2 separate regions of the Mus musculus genome follow, and region 2 is linked to region 1. A link is a contact called in public HiChIP or PLAC-seq data. All regions are on one chromosome and are shown on one strand. Each heading gives the region's core, a stretch centred on a gene start, on an enhancer-like site or on the middle of the called end of the contact. The rest is flanking DNA. Distances are from core to core; before and after follow the strand shown.

Evidence for each region. HiChIP or PLAC-seq counts read pairs in DNA pulled down with a chosen protein or histone mark.
Region 2: an H3K27ac HiChIP or PLAC-seq map of microglia shows a contact between it and region 1, with 5 times the contacts expected there. The contact joins the promoter of Zdhhc9 here to the enhancer-like site in region 1. A contact is called at or near these places in 7 of 484 Hi-C or Micro-C datasets (the G1E-ER4 cell line, the HL-1 cell line, double positive thymocytes and 2 more), 7 of 115 datasets of contacts at active chromatin or transcription factors (the SCID.adh cell line, effector CD8 T cells, embryonic stem cells and 3 more) and 3 of 9 other capture datasets (adipose tissue, embryonic stem cells and liver).

The regions. Positions count from the first base shown.
Region 1 is chrX:48,170,974-48,173,673 of GRCm38.p6, reverse strand. It overlaps Zdhhc9 (zinc finger, DHHC domain containing 9), which reads left to right. Exons shown (of 10, transcript NM_172465.4): 10 at 33-1,703. The coding sequence ends at 149. Among named protein-coding and RNA genes, the nearest start is that of Sash3, 26 kb to the right of the region's middle. Within about 2 kb of position 1,378, at least 2 of the 459 cell types and tissues checked have an H3K27ac peak or open chromatin away from gene starts, as enhancers often do. A contact at or near this core is called in microglia, where this site is marked.
Region 2 is chrX:48,207,364-48,210,063 of GRCm38.p6, reverse strand. It overlaps Zdhhc9 (zinc finger, DHHC domain containing 9), which reads left to right and starts at 1,362. Exons shown (of 10, transcript NM_172465.4): 1 at 1,362-1,584.

The DNA.
Region 1 (2,700 bases), core at 129-2,628:
CTGTGTTGACTCTGGTATCTTTTACTTCTCAGGCCTCCACAGAGCATATGAACTCTAATGAGATGGCAGAGGACACCAGCATTCCTGAAGAGATGCCACCTCCAGAACCCCCAGAGCCACCACAGGAGGCATCCGAAGCTGAGAAGTAGCCTCTCTATGGAAGAGACTTTTGTTTGTGTTTCATTAGGGCTATGAGAGATTTCAGGGGAGACAACCACCTGAGACAGAGAACAAATGAGCTGTCCCTTATTACTATTTTTCTTTGGTCTTTAGTCACCCAATTACCGGCATCTTCTTGCTGCAAACTTTTTTTTTTTAATGTTTGAACTTAAGACAGTGGCAGAAGATGCCAGTCACATCTGGCAACTGGACAAATGGGTCTCTTGGGACATGGCACTGGTTGGTTTCCCATTGTCTCAGCCACAAGGTATCCTTGGACTCCCCTCCTCTTCCCTCCAGATCCTAGCTCCCCTGCTGGGGGTCATTGGTCTCTTTCTGGGGCTAAAGAGTCTCAAGACTGACTCCAGTCCTTTCCAGCTGCTGCATGTCCCGAGTCCAGAGGCAGTCACAGAGACCTCTGGCCAGGGAATTCTAACTGGGCTCTTGACTCCTTCAGAACTAAGGATTGGAGAGGGACGCTGGAGGATTCTCCTGGCTCCAAAGTGCCAGCATTGCCAGCCAATCCTTTTAGGAATAGGGCAGGTACCTTCCACTTGTATTTATTTCTGTAGCTTCTCTTTTCTCCCCCCCCATCTACTCTCTAACATCCAAATCCCACTCTTTCCCCCATTAGATGCTATACGTAAGTAGTCATGGTAGAGATAATACATTTCTCCTACGTTCTCCAGAAACTTCAATGCCTGTGCTATTCTCAATAAGCATTGATGAGATGCCAACAACACAGCCCCTCACACTCTCTGTCTCATCTCCCCTCTTTGCTCATGAGTCCACTTTCATTTTCTCCTTTTGACTCCTGCTTCAGCCGGGAGCAGGACTAGCAGTAATAAAAGTCTGCACTTTGCTGGTTTCTTTTCCTCAGGGGAAGCCTGAGTGCTCACTTAAACACTACCCCTCAGACTTCTTGTGTAAGGCCTACAGAGGCCGTGAATGCACAAATGGGGAAGCCAAGGCACAGAGAGGCTCTCCTCTCCTCTCCTCTCCTCTCCTCTCCTCTCCTCTCCTCTCCTCTCCTCTCCTCTCCTCTCCTCTCCTCTCCTCTCCTCTCCTCTCCTCTCCTCTCTTCTCCCCACCTCTCCCCTCCCCTCCCTCATCATCCCCTCAAAACAAAAGAGAGAGAAAAAAAAGACTAATCAGTACTTCCATTAAGCCTTGGCTGAGTGAGGGAAAGCCCAGCACTGCTGCCCCACCCTCCGGGTATCCCGCTCCAAGGCCTCAGCCCACCTCTGGCAACGGTAACCACACCAGGGGCTTCATCTAAGCCCCTGCTCTTCCAGCACTTCCACCGGCAGAGTCCCAGAGCCACTTGATCCTGGGGGTGGACTGCAGCCCCCCAGGCAGCTCTGCTCGGGACCTGCACTATTTCAGGGAAGAAGAACTATGTATTATATGTGGCTATATTTCCTAGAGCACCTGTGTTTTTCTCTTTCTAAGCCAGGGTCTTGTCTGGATGACTTACGGGGACAGGGAGGGGTGCAAACCACGACTTTTAATCTATTTGAAGGCGATTAAACTGTGTCTAATGCAAGATGCCTGCCTCCTCCTTCCTCTTCCATTTCAAGAACCACCATGGGGTTGTGAATGTGTTTGTGTGTTGGGTCAGGGGGTGGGCGGGTGGGGTAGGAGGGTTGCTTGTTACTTCCCATACTTCCATTTTCCAGGGTACCCTTGGGTTCAAGAGATTCATACCTCTCAAATTCAACCTCTCCAATGATCTATTTAAATCTGGGCAGAAATTTATCTTATTCTAGACTATGAACACAGGACTTCCAAGCAATATACAGTGTGAAGAAGACTGGGAGAGTAGAGGGTTTCCAACTACTTAGGAGACCATGTTCTTCATTGTTTTAAGTAGATGGACAGTGTTATCTGCTAGTGGGTCTTGGCTTTCAAAGCAGGCTCCCCAGGGCCTCCCCTTGGAAATATTTCATTAGTGATCTTTAACAAGTGATAGCATGCATTTCTTTTCAAATGGTCTATCCTCAAGACTCCTGGTTCACTCTGGTTACTTGTAATTAGTGAAATTTGGCTGCTCCCAGGTTTCTCTGTGTCTTTTTGTTTTGGGTTATTGCAGAATTTGCATTGAATATTCCCGGGGGGTGAGGAGAGTCATTGGGAGAGAGATTGATTCAGATTCGCTCCTTTCTGCTGCTTCTCTCTCTCTCTCTCTCTCTCTCTCTCTTTCTCTCTCTCTCTCTCAGTTTGGTTCTTACAGTTCAATTTCAGTTAGTTCAAAATTAGGGCAATCATAGAGAGTGTGGAAGTTACTCGTGTGTGTGTGTGTGTGTGTGTGTGTGTGTGTGTGTTTGCTTTTTTCCAATCAACCTGTTCCCCATGGGGCTCCCTTTCTAGTCAGTACTCAGCCCATCTCCACTTGTGGGCCAGGATGGATTGCTTTCCTTCCTCGACTTACCTCAGCTACTCTTCTGTTGCCCCTTAGGTTGGCCAGAAGAGCTTTCTCTTTCTGGTGGGAAGGATCAAAATGGAAATCTTTTATCTCTAGTGCAAAAGGTTTTTGGTTTT
Region 2 (2,700 bases), core at 113-2,612, 36 kb before region 1:
TGAGCCACCATGTGGTTGCTGGGATTTGAACTTTGGACCTTCGGAAGAACAATCGGGTGCTCTTACCCACTGAGCCATCTCACCAGCCCAAGAATAATAATTCTTGACCATGTATGTGGTCTCTCATTAAAACTACCACAAAGCTGCCTTTGGGAGAGCATTGGCAGTCACTTCTGAACTAATTCCAACTATTATTGGAAACCCTAGGAAAACTTTGGTCAAGCTCTAGGAAACCTGGGTTGATAACATAGTGTGGTAGGTAAGGAGAGGTCACTTTTAAACATCCCTCATATTATTTGGAAGGTAAGAACCAGTCATACTGGTGGAAACAGATCTGGTGCCTTGTAACATCCACCCTATAATATAATATAATATAATATAATATAATATAATATAATAGTGTGATTCTCAACTGTTTTCCCCACTCCAGTCTCAATTTTCTAAATGGTGTTACTAGCCGTTGATAGCAGAGGCTCAGTAACAGTAACTAACTGCCAGGAGGCACCAGAAGGAAAGAATCAATCTGGTTGATGTATGAAAATTCTGCCTTGGATGCCCCTCCCTTTGTTATCATAATATCTCCAGTTCTTTTGTTTTGTGCATTTGAACCAGGATCTTTCTATGTAGCCCTGGCTGGCATGGAACTCAAATGTCAGACCAGGGTGGCTTCAAATCTTCTTGCCTTAGCTTCACCACACCCAACAAGATCTCAAATTCTAATAGAAAATAGAAATTAACTACCTTTTGGCAATCTTTGCATCATTATCTACCTGGAAATATTTATGTTGTCTCAGTGGAGTTCCTCCAACTTCCTTAATGTCAATGACTTGTTTTCAATATCACAAAATGACATTCTCAGATATGGTTATCTCTTTTCATATTCTTTTTCTGTTCTGAAAGCCCTCGAGATTGCGTGGGAGTCCGAGGCTTCTGAATGGGACTTAGGCGGCAGAGAATGTAACGTTAAGATGCCCACGAACAGACCTTGGTCAATTTAAAGGCAAACGGCAGTGGAGAGGCCCAGGGTAAGACGGAATTCAGGGTTAGAGTCCGGATTTGTGAGCTAGTGTTGCTTCAGTGTGTTTGTGGGGAGGCTGCTCTTGGCTCCTCCCTTGTCCGGTCCACACCACCTTACGCCTCCGCTTTTGCGTAACTATATTAATAGACGAGAACACTTCGCGTCCTGGTGCTCAGACCCCAGAGAGAAGCTGGCTGGAGCTTGGCAGGTGGGCTTGTAGCAAGGAGATGGGTGGGGGGAGTGGGCGGAGGGATTCTGGAGTGACGTTCGAAGTAGCCAATGGTAGTACGCGTTGGGGGCGGGATGGAGACATTGTGATCGTTTAGCCAATGGAGGACGAGCAACTACTGGAGCGACCTGGTGACGTGAGGAGCGTTCCATTCCGCCAGCGGTGGGCGGTTGCCACAGCTGGTTTAGGGCCCCGACTATTGGGGCCCCTTGTCAGGAGGAGGCACCCTCCCTGTCAGGGAGAAGTCGCTACCACCTCTGGCTGCTGACGAGATCCCCCGGGACAGTGTGCACTTTCTGCCCCCAGTTGCCGGCCGAGTTCAGTGTCCCTTGTTCAGGTAACAAGGGGTGGGGGTGGGGGTCTCCGGGGCTCGGCTCTCTGGAGGGCTGCATCCCCCTTCAGCTCCGCCGGGACCCAGGGACGTTGGCACCGCCCTGCTCAGCTCGCCAGCCACGGAGCCCCTGGCCGGGGGTGACTACACGTGGCGGGGCGTGTGTGAGTGTGTACGAGCGTGTGGACGCGTGTGCGTGTGGATGTGGCGCGCGTCCCAGCCAGCCTGGGGCGGTGGTCGGCTGCGTGGCGGAGGCAGGGCGGGCCTCCTGAGGACGAGCCCGCTGCACAGCCCTGGCTTCTGGCGCTAAGCTGCTGAACCAGGTCGCTGCTTTCTGACGGATTTTAATTTTCCTTCTCCCAGGTTGGGTCCCCCTTCCTAGTCTGTGTTCTTCTGCTGGGTCAGTTTATGGAGGCGGGGGGAGGGGGGAGATTGTTTTCCAGGTTAGTTTTACACAAAGGAAGTGATCTTTGCACCTCTGGGGCCCCCTCCCCTTTCCCAAGCCTTACACCTTTCCATCTTGTTGCTAGGCTCTTAGTCCCCTTTTGGACCTTTGCCCTCTCTAGCTCGGGAATGCTCTCTGGCTGGTTGTTTCTTGCTCATCGGGCTGCAGGCTTCCGCCTCATTCTTGCCAGCATGGGGCATGTGGTGCCAGTAAGTAGAGGACACAGCCCAGCACCTGAGAGAAGAGGAGGATGACAGTGGCTGGGAAAGGCGAGGCCCGGAAATCCAGGATGCTGAATGGAGCTATGATACTGGTGAAATGTCCTAGAAAGCCCCCAAGGGACTTTTCTTAGCTGCTGCCACCGCCCTCAGCCACCCCCAACCCCAGCATCAGTTGCCAACCATCCCAGGATCTCTCCTGTTTAAGGAAGCCTTTTTATCTACAATATGATGTGGGCTCACAAATGTTAAACTAGACCAGCCAGAAGATTTCATTTCGGACTCCAGAAGTTACAGAAGGTTTGATTAGGGGAAATCTGTTTTGTGGAAATACAATGTGTGTATGCTTCCAGAATGCCCTGAACAGCTTACCCCAGCCAGAGGGTTACTTGTTCCTTCCTGTGAGTAATATTTGAATATTGAAGAAAGAAGGAGAGGTAGAGGAGGTATGGGAAGGGC